3 separate regions of the Mus musculus genome follow, and regions 1 and 3 are each linked to region 2. A link is a contact called in public HiChIP or PLAC-seq and promoter capture Hi-C data. All regions are on one chromosome and are shown on one strand. The core of a region is the stretch at or near the end of the contact, and the rest is flanking DNA. Distances in the headings are between cores, read along the strand shown. Region 1 has its middle 46 kb from the start of Ly6f. Region 2 holds the start of Ly6l (lymphocyte antigen 6 complex, locus L). Region 3 holds the start of Ly6f (lymphocyte antigen 6 complex, locus F).

Region 1 (3,327 bases), core at 289-2,788, 130 kb before region 2:
CCCTATGCTCTGGGAAGGCAGATGGGGGAGGGCTGCCTGACACTTTCCACTCGGCCCCGGGTGGGCATCTAAGCCACTGAGCCCACTCAACAGGGGGTGGACAAGGGGCAGCCCCCAACCTGGGGCCCCAGGATGACAACTTGTAGCCCCGGGATTATGGGAGAGAGGGCTGTGGGCGAGAGGTTCCCACGCAGTCAGGAGTAAACACAGATGAACAGAGACAGTCTATGATTTTAGAGCTTCATCATAGAAAGGCAGGGGAAAGAGAGAAGGTTAAGAGAGAGATAGAGACCAGCCATGGCCAAGAGGAGAGAAAGGGGAAAGGAGAGAGAGCAGAAAGCTAGAGAATAAGAAGGAGTGAGAGGCGAGAGGAGAGTAAGAGCAAGAGAGCAAGAGGAGTGAGAGAGTGAGGAAGGGCATTTAAGCCCCTCTTAAAATATGTTGCTATCTTTTCTGTTGCTAGGTAACTGGGGAGGAGTTTAGCCTGAAGGTCAGAAGCTTGGGACATTGCCTCTGTGATTACTAACCATGCTTCTCCTGTAGGGGCTGAGGGGGCAGTAACCTCGACAGGAGCCAGGGTTCCAGGAGACATGAGAGAACTCCTCTGTCCCATGTAGGTGAATTATCACCACCGGGTCCCAGGGTTCAACATCTCAGCTCAACTGGAGACCAGAGTGTCTGTGTATAGCCCAATGCCTCACACACAGACTTGATCTTTTATCCCATGTTACCCTCACCCATCTTTATATAGATCACAGGGAACTTATCCATAATAACTTCTGCCTCCTGAGCTGTACAGAATCCATCAGGGTAGTGGCAGAGAAGTGATTTACAGGCAGTCTCAAGTGGGGCCTTCACACATTGGTAGCACTCTAGACCCTGAGCTGAGAAAGAAGAAAATATTGAGGGCTAGGGCATGTGCTTCCTAGACTAGACTCCTCTCCAATGTCTTTACTTTCACACAACTGCTGGTCGCTAGGACAGAGAAAGGACATTAATGCACAGTAAACTCCACTAAAAACAAGAGCCATGGTTGGTCAAATATGCTCCATACTACTGTCACAGCTAGCCAGCCCCACAGGAGAGACCTGCACCCCAAGAGGTATTAGAGAAATAGTCCCCATATTGAGAAGACATAGATACTAAATGTAGGCTGAAAAGTGAGTGGCTCTGTAAGTAGGTCCTGGGTCCATGAAAAAGGGAGGGATGTTCTGATCTATCCAACCTGCAGAGCTAGGACCTAGGAATTGGAGTATGACAGAGCACTGATATTCCCAGAGTCCATCAGAAGATGAGGTTCAACATGATGCTTCCCACAACACAGATGTAACTAGAGGTATAGGAGCATCAGAGAGCTCTGATCTCATAGTTTAGGGAAGTTCTAGCATCGGGGCCTCAAGTGGGATGGGATGGGCATAAGAAAAAGTCAAATGCCAAGAGTTAAGGATTCCAAACCCTTTGACTTGGCAACAGAGTCAGGAAAAGAAGGCTCTGCCAGTTTGAGCACCCAGGCCAGTGGCCTGATTAGGACAACATGTCATCAGGATCGTCTAAGGACAGGCTGTTCTGGTGGTCAGGGTTTGTGCCAGAGGTAGTGAGGTCCAAAAGTCCTGCTGGCATCTTTTGATTATTGCAAGGAAGGTGCTGGCAGGTTTACAGATCCAGTAAAGCACCCCAGCACAGGAGGCTTCACCCACCACAAGTCAATTCCCAATTCACTGACTCCAGCATATCTGTGGTAATGGGCACACAATGGAGGTGCAGGTGTACCCACAACCCTGAGGACCCTCTCCATCTCCATTGTACCCTCCTGCCACTCTCCCATTTTCCATCTCACCTCTTTCTGCACGCAGTAGGGTCACAAGGAGGATGAGCACAGAGGACTTTGTAGCATGAGAATTGTCCATCCTTGGAGAAGGGCTGCACAGATAAAACCTTGGAAGTTGCAACCAGTTAATAGACTCCCGATCACATCCCTGGGCTCTCACTCAGCTCAATCATCCAATCTTCCCTCCCTCCAACCCTCTACACAGCTTTCCCTGAGGAATTCATGTCTGCCTACTTCTCTCCTCCACCACCCACCCAGCTCTTCCTTCCTAATCTCACACTCCCAACCCCAGCCCTATTCTGAGGGCTCTTTCCTTTGTCACCTAGCAGCTCCCTCCTGACACCAGTCCTTGCTTCCTCTCAGGCCTGGCTGCAGGCACAGTGGCAAGGTGTGTCAGATGTGGACTGAAGTATTTTACCATTCCTCAGCTCCTTCTAGCTGGCATCCTGAAAAGAGAGATTTTTGGTTCTTACATTCTCCAGGTCAATATATTTCTTGTGTAAGACTTAGCCAGATTTGTATGGGAGTTGGGGGAGGGAGGACCTTGCAGTTAGGATTGGACCATTGTGCTGGAGAACTAAGAAGGCAGAAGGGCAGGTACCATGGTGGACTTGTGCTTGCCATTCAGAAAGCCAGGGAAGGAGGCAGCCTGCTAAGACTTTTCCTGGTTTGTGTTTTGTTTTCCTTCATGTTTTTGGTTTGTTTGTTTGTTTGTTTGTTTGAGAAAAATGTTTTCTCTGTAGCTTTGGCTGTCCTGGAACTTGCTCTGTACTCCAGTCAGGCTTAAACACATATCCAACAAACCCTGTGTTCCAGCTGCTGCTCCTGCCATCACCATCCTTTTCCTGTTTCTAAATAAAAGATATGGGTTGCAGTGGCTCAGAGCCCATGGCCCTCCTTACTATAAGCAGGCAAATGTCCCCAGTGCTGGGACTGCATGTCAGCACAACCACAACCCACTCAAGAATTTTATTCTTAAATTCAGGGTCTCTGTTATCGCTTGTATTCTGGTATAAGACACCATCACCAAATCTATGTCCATGGAGTTCTCCTGTTTTTTAACAACTGTAGTTTTGTAACTGAACACAGTGGGTTTCTCCCAAGAAACTGCTATTGTATGCCAGGAAAAGAGGAAGTGAGAGTCCCAAAGCTCATCTTTCTAAATAAGGCAGGAGTGTTAGGGAGACACTTATACTTGCAGGCTAAGCTTCTATGACAAGGCAGAAGAGGTTCAATCCCAAATTCAACTGCAGAGGAGTGCCCTTAGGACAGAATTTAGCATGACAGCCAGCAAGTTTATGGTCTGGATGAGTGATGATGACAATGGCTTTGGGCTGGTTCTAAGTGGCTTTCTTTGAAGGGCATAATCTGAAACGAAGAAGCACAAAGTCTGAAAATTAAGCAGCTCTCCTCCTTACAAGCCGAAGAATTTATTATTGAGTGACTGCTTAGCTCTTGAGATGGAACTGTGAATATAGTTCAGTTGATTTTATTTATTG
Region 2 (3,002 bases), core at 284-2,783:
TGCCATCAACACCAGGTTGATTTAAGTAGGATTAATTGCCTACTGCAACACTTATAATTATGTGCAGAGCCATCTCTCCAGTCCCATAAATATTGGTTGTGTTAGTTACTTTTGTATTGCTTTGGTACGACCATGACCAAGGCAACTTTTAGAAGAGCCTGTAGTAGATGTTTTTTGTGTGTCAACTTGACACCAGCTAGATTATCACAGAGAAAGAAGTCTCCCTTGAGGAAATGTCACCTCCATGAGATCCAGCTGTAAACTATTTTTTCAATTAGTGATCAAAAAGGGGGAGGGCCCATTGTGGGTGGGGCCATCCCTGAGCTGGTAGTCCTGGGTTCTGTAAGAAAGCAAGCTGAGCAACCCAGGGGAATCAAGCCAGTAAGTAACATCCCTCCATGGCCTTTGCATCAGCTCCTGCTTCCTGCCCTGCTTGAGTTCCAGTCCTGACTTCATTGGTGATGAACAGCAATGTGGAAATATAAGCTGAATAAACCCTTTCCTCCCAACTTGCTTCTTAATTATGATGTTTTATGGAGAAATATAAGCCCTGATTAAAACAGAGCCTTACAGTTTTACAGGGTTAGAGTCTATGACCATTATGGCTCAGAACATGGCAGCCAAGATGGTAAGGGTGGGGCTAGTACAGTAGCTGAGAGCTTATATTTGATCCACCAGCATGAGGCAGTGAATGCCAATTGGAAATGGTGTGGATTTTTGAAACTTTAAAGTCCACCTGCGGTGATAAACCTCCCCCAACAAAGCCACACCTAATAATCATTTCCAAACAGCTCCACTGAACTTGGGACCAATAGTCAAACCTGTGAGCTTATGACGTCCAATCTCATTCAAACCCCCACATTTATAAAATGGTAAAAAGAGGGAAGAGAGGGACAGTAAAGAGAAGGAAGGGACAGGGAATAAAGAATGAACAGACAGGCCTGGAAAAAGAAGTGGCCCTTTGTCCCACTATGGGGACTGTCTTCAAGGGGACAGTGTTGAAAGACAGAATGAGATGAGTCATGGATTGAACTGAGTTGCACCTCTAGATTAAGGCAGCATTTCCTGAGGTAAAATGGATTTAGGTAAGGTCTGTAAGGCCTGCAAAGGTGGTGGGTCCCAAAGTAGAGGACACACTAGGTGTCCTGATATCTCCAGAGGAGAAACTAACACACCAACACACCCTTCTCCCTCTGCCTCTCTCTCTCTCTCCCTCTGCCTCTCTCTCTCTCTCTCTCTCTCTCTCTCTCTCTCTCTCTCTCTCTCTCTCCCTCTCTCTCTCTCTCTCTCTCTCTCTCTCTTTCTCTCTCTCTCATACACACACACACACACACACACACACACACACACACACACACACACAAACACACACACAACCTTTGCTGTTCCTTCATCTGGAAACCTTTGGGGAAGGACTGCAGACTCCAGCCAGTGCTCCACCTCCTCCTCCAGGCACCACAGTCCTGGTGCACTGGGCTGTGGCAGGGCAAGGTACCAGGCTGTGCAGGATCCAGGCAGGACTAAGGCTCCCAAGAGACATGGCCCCGCTTCTCCTGGTGCTCTGGGCATCGCTGGTGTCTATGGAGCTCACCGGAGGCATGATGGTCAACGAGGTACCAGGTAAGGACTGGGCAGGGGTAGAGGGGGATGGGGCAGGGGTAGTGTGGGGGTGTTGGCCTGTTTTGCCTAACCACCTCTGCGTGTTCTTGTTCATAGCCCAAAACCTGAGCTGCTTCGAGTGCTTCAAGGTTCTCCAGGCCAGCAAGTGTCACCCCATAGAGTGTCGGCCCAACGAAAAAGTCTGCGTGAGCAACGAGGTTCTCCTTTACACGAGTGAGTCTGTTCTCTAGCCTGGATGTCTCCAGAACCACTGGCAAGGCTGGGTCACACCTGCAGGCTCAGCAAGTCTTCTAGGTGCTGGACAATACAGGAAGGTGTGGTCAGAATTGTGACCTCTCCTTTTTCTCTTCCAATTGCCATATCTGTTCCTATGTCACTGCTTCTAGAACTCTCCCCAGGACAAAAGCTCTGATGAGACATTGAATTCCCAAGTGAGGCAGCCAGTCAGGGACAAGTTTTACAAGGCCACCCACTCACATGGGGCATCACGTGCTGTTACAGAGGCAGTGGGACCTTAGTTACGGTCAGCCTTAGGATAATGGGAACAAAGCCAATATTCCTTGTCCCAACTCCACAGAAAGGAGAAAATATGAAAATGTCCAGACCTGTTGTGAGCACACACATGGTGGTAGTAGTTGTTTTGATCTAGCTTTAGTTCCCTGGGATGCTGCAGACACCTCAGAACTACCTCCTCCCTGAGTTAAACATCCTGAGCCTTGTTGCAGACTAATACTTAAATTTTGGGCATCTCCTGTTTCCTCAAGCCTATTCCTGAGAATAATGCCTTCCTGGCCTAAGACAAGCCCCAGAAGGAGTGGTACAGCATGATCCTCAGGCAGAGAGGCCTGACAGACTGTCCTTTGTAGTAATATGCGCAACACTGAATCCTGCCTCTGGTTGCTTCTTACTGAAGTTTTTCCTCCTGTATAGCTATGGCACTTTGAAGCCACATTTCCCAAGTGGAATTTTCCCAAAGAGAGTAGTAGGTTTCCCATGGTGAGGCCCCTGTTCTCATCAGGGGCAGTCCTGACCCTAGGGTCTCTTTTACTTATCACAGAAAAGGGATTAGTTTTAATAGAAGATTTGGAGGCTAGGGGACTTTGTGCAACTTTCTCCAGTTTTCTTCCAGCCTTTCACCTTTGCCCCCCACACACATACCCAGCTTTATGTTCAGTTTATCTGGAGCTGGAAGGTAACAACTGGCAGCTCTGTGCAGGGAGTAGACTCTCAGGACTCCTTTGGGTGTTAAGTGTTCTGGGAAGATCTGATGCACTCATGAAGGGAGGAATGTCCTGGACTTTCAAGGAGGCCACGGGCTCTGTTAGAACATGCTTAGCCATCCCGAGTTCTGTGCCACCAAGCAATGTACTTTTTGGCAACCA
Region 3 (3,085 bases), core at 414-2,913, 180 kb before region 2:
CAAATGTGGATTATAGGTTAACAGGGAAGATATTTTGTAATAGTGTAGGATAGAGGCCCTGGAGTGTAACAGAATATTAACAGAACCATTGTGTCATGAATTCCTGAGGTTGGCACAAAGGCTTTGATCAGTCTTTGGGTTTGGTTTTTAGTCCTGGAAAGGTTGATTCCCCACTGCTCCTTGAGAATTCTGACTTCAGCCTACAGAGTCTCTCTTTCTTTCGATTAATCATCCTGCATAACCTAGAACTTTGACACTGGAGTTGGATATACATGTAGAACCAACTAGAGATGCTAGAAAGACTGAGATACTTTGGTCTGCCCTGTGGTTTACATCAGGAGAATCTGCTTGATGTTCTCTGAGCCTCTGGCTTCCTTCCCTTTGCAGCCTTGCCTGCTTAAGTGGATGTGCTCACCTTCACTGATGCTGTGGTCCATTTTCTGACTCATTGTCCTCTGAGCATACCTGTTCATTTACTGTGGCATCATCTCAGGATGATTTCCAGCTCAGGTCTCATTCGGTGCCTAGCCTTCCTACTCTAACCTGTATCAGTGCCTTGTAGACACTTACATGGGCTACTTACTGTGCTCTCAGCTCCACTAGGTTAGGAAACTCAGACTCTGGCTTGCTGTGGAGGCCCTGCTGCTCATCCCAAGGCTGGGCCACAGATGCCATCAATATTTGGCTAATTAGTAAGGTTTGAGTTATTACAATACCATGCCACATGGTAGTGACATAAAGGCCAAGGAAACTTATGTCCTTTTTGGGACACATTGGACTAGGACCTCATAGGTGAGGAGACAGGGCACATACAAACTGGAGGAGGAAGAAATAGCATGTGGCTTCTTCATGGTGGCTTCTGGGCAGCAGGGACACTGGGGTCATCCACCCTCTGCAAAAAAAAGCCTTGTGCCATGAAAAGAACTGCCTTGACTCTAGCTACCAGATGCTAATAGCACCTGCAGCCCCTTATATCACCCAAACATATCAGACACTGCTTAGTAACTTCCATCCCAGTTGTCAGTAAATTCTTTGCTCAGGACTTGCACTTTTTGAATATAAGACCCTGTAGAGCCAGTCGCCAGGTATTTGTCAGTTGTTTGCCTGCTTATAAAAAGGAGGGCCCTGGGCTCTGAGCCACTGCAACTCATACCCTCTAATTTGAAACAAGAAAAAGTCTGGTGGTGGTGGCAAAAAACACAAGCTACAGCACTTGCCTTTGAAAGTATTGGTTGTAGCCAGCCTGGTATACAGAGCAAGTCCCCCGGACAGCCAAAGTTACACAGAGCAAATATGCCTCGAAAAACAAAAACAAAAACAAAAGATGAAGGGAAACAAACAAACAAAAAAACTAGGAAAAGGCTGAGCAAGTTGCCTCTTTCCTTTGCTTTCTGAGGGCAAGCACAAGCCAACTGTGGCCCCTCCATCTCTGCTCTCTTATTCCTACAGCACCATTGTCTCTCCCCAACTGAGTGGTCCTCCCTCCTCAACAGCTATAAATCTTGCTGACCAGATCACCAACAAACCTTGCTAAATCTTAACCAATAAACATGTTGGCCTGGAGGAAGTAAGTATAGAAACCCCTCCCTCTTCAGGATGTCAGCTGGGAGGAGCTAAAGGAAATTAAAGTACTTACTTCAGTGCACATCTGACAGATCTTACCACTGTGCCTGCAACCTGGTCAGAGAGGAAGTAAGGACTGGTGTCAGGAGGGAGCTGCTAGGTGACAAAGGGAAGAGCCCTCAGGATAGGGCTGGGGTTGGGAGTGTGAGATTAGGAAGGAAAAGCTGGGTGGGTGGTGGATGAGAGAAATAGGCAGACATGTATTCCTTGGGGAAAGCTGGGGGGGGGGGGAGTGTTGGAGGGTGGGAAGAGTGGATGCTTGAGCCCTGTGAGAGCCCAGGGATGTGAATGATGATCTAATAACTGGCTTCAACTTCCAAGGTTTGATCTGTGCAGCCCTTCTCCAAGGATGGACAGTTGTCACACTACAAAGTCCTGTGTACTCATCCTTCTTGTGGTCCTATTGTGTGCAGAAAGAGGTGAGGTGGAAAATGAGAGATGGCCAGGAGGGTAAAATGGAGATGGCAAACTGCCTCAGGGTTGTGGTTACACCTGCACCTCCATTGTGTGCTCAGTGCCCAAGGTGTGCTGGTGTCAGGGGATTGGGAATCGGCTTGTGATGGGTGAAGCCTCATGTGTTGTGTGCTTTACTGGGTCTGTAACCCTGCCAGCGCCTGCCTTGCAACCATCACTACATACCAGAAAGACGTTTCAATGTTACTACCTGTGCCACAAACCCTGACCACCAGAGCAGCCTGTCCTTTAGACTCTAACCCTGCTGCCCTGGTCTACCAAGCAGGCCTCTGGCCTGGGTGCACACAAACTGGTAGAGGCTTCTTTTTCTGGCCTGAAGGCCAAGCCAAGGGTTTGGAATCCTCAAATCTTGGCATTTTACTTTTCCTTATGCCCAGCACATGCCACACGAGGCCCAAATGCTAGAACATCTCTATTCTAAGAAGTCTGAGCTTTCAGATACCCCTATACTTCTAGTTACATGTGTATTGCAGGAAACCTCATGGTGAGTCTGACCTTTGAGCTGGACTCTGGGACATTCAGTGCTTTGTCATGCTTCAATATACAGGGGCCAGCTCTGCAGGTGTAGGGTGGGACAGGTCAGAAAAGCCTTCCCTATCTGATGGCCCCACTACCTATTACACACCCACTCATTTCTTGAGCAGACATTTTGTATCTTTGTTTTCCCAATATGGTGATTGCCCCTCTAATTCCCCTTGGGGTGCAGGTCTCTGCTGTGGGTTTGGCTAGCTGAGGCAGCAGGGCCGAGCATACTTGAACAATGGAGGGTCATGGTTCACTTTTGCTTTTGGCAGAGGTGACTGGGCAGTAATATCCTTGCTCTGTCCTAGCACCCAGCAGCTGTGTGGAAGTAAAGACATTGGAGAGAAGGGTTCTGTTCTAGGAAGGGCATGAACTAGCCCTCATATATTGGCTTTTTTCTCAGCTCAGGGGCTGGAGTGCTATAACTGCCTGGGAGTTTCACTTGGAATTGCCTGCAAATCAATTA

What was found. Promoter capture Hi-C pulls out the DNA fragments that hold promoters and counts their contacts. HiChIP or PLAC-seq counts read pairs in DNA pulled down with a chosen protein or histone mark.
Region 1: a contact with region 2 is called in an H3K27ac HiChIP or PLAC-seq map of hepatocytes, with 5 times the contacts expected there. The contact joins the enhancer-like site here to the promoter of Ly6l in region 2. A contact is called at or near these places in 1 of 15 datasets of contacts at CTCF or cohesin (pro-B cells), 4 of 484 Hi-C or Micro-C datasets (embryonic stem cells, liver, nephron progenitors and 1 more), 1 of 115 datasets of contacts at active chromatin or transcription factors (hepatocytes) and 3 of 9 other capture datasets (adipose tissue, liver and pancreatic islet).
Region 3: a promoter capture Hi-C map of liver shows a contact between it and region 2, with 5 times the contacts expected there. The contact joins the promoter of Ly6f here to the promoter of Ly6l in region 2. A contact is called at or near these places in 1 of 39 promoter capture datasets (liver), 1 of 484 Hi-C or Micro-C datasets (tail fibroblasts) and 1 of 115 datasets of contacts at active chromatin or transcription factors (pancreatic cancer cells).

What each region holds. Positions count from the first base shown.
Region 1 is chr15:75,313,058-75,316,384 of GRCm38.p6, forward strand. It overlaps the pseudogene Gm3454. Among named protein-coding and RNA genes, the nearest start is that of Ly6f, 46 kb to the left of the region's middle. Within about 2 kb of position 1,539, at least 4 of the 459 cell types and tissues checked have an H3K27ac peak or open chromatin away from gene starts, as enhancers often do. A contact at or near this core is called in hepatocytes and liver, where this site is marked.
Region 2 is chr15:75,447,919-75,450,920 of GRCm38.p6, forward strand. Ly6l (lymphocyte antigen 6 complex, locus L) reads left to right here and starts at 1,534. Exons shown (of 3, transcript NM_001347049.1): 1 at 1,534-1,620; 2 at 1,717-1,833. The coding sequence starts at 1,539.
Region 3 is chr15:75,266,758-75,269,842 of GRCm38.p6, forward strand. Ly6f (lymphocyte antigen 6 complex, locus F) reads left to right here and starts at 1,664. Exons shown (of 4, transcript NM_008530.2): 1 at 1,664-1,723; 2 at 1,945-2,042; 3 at 3,023-3,085. The coding sequence starts at 1,973.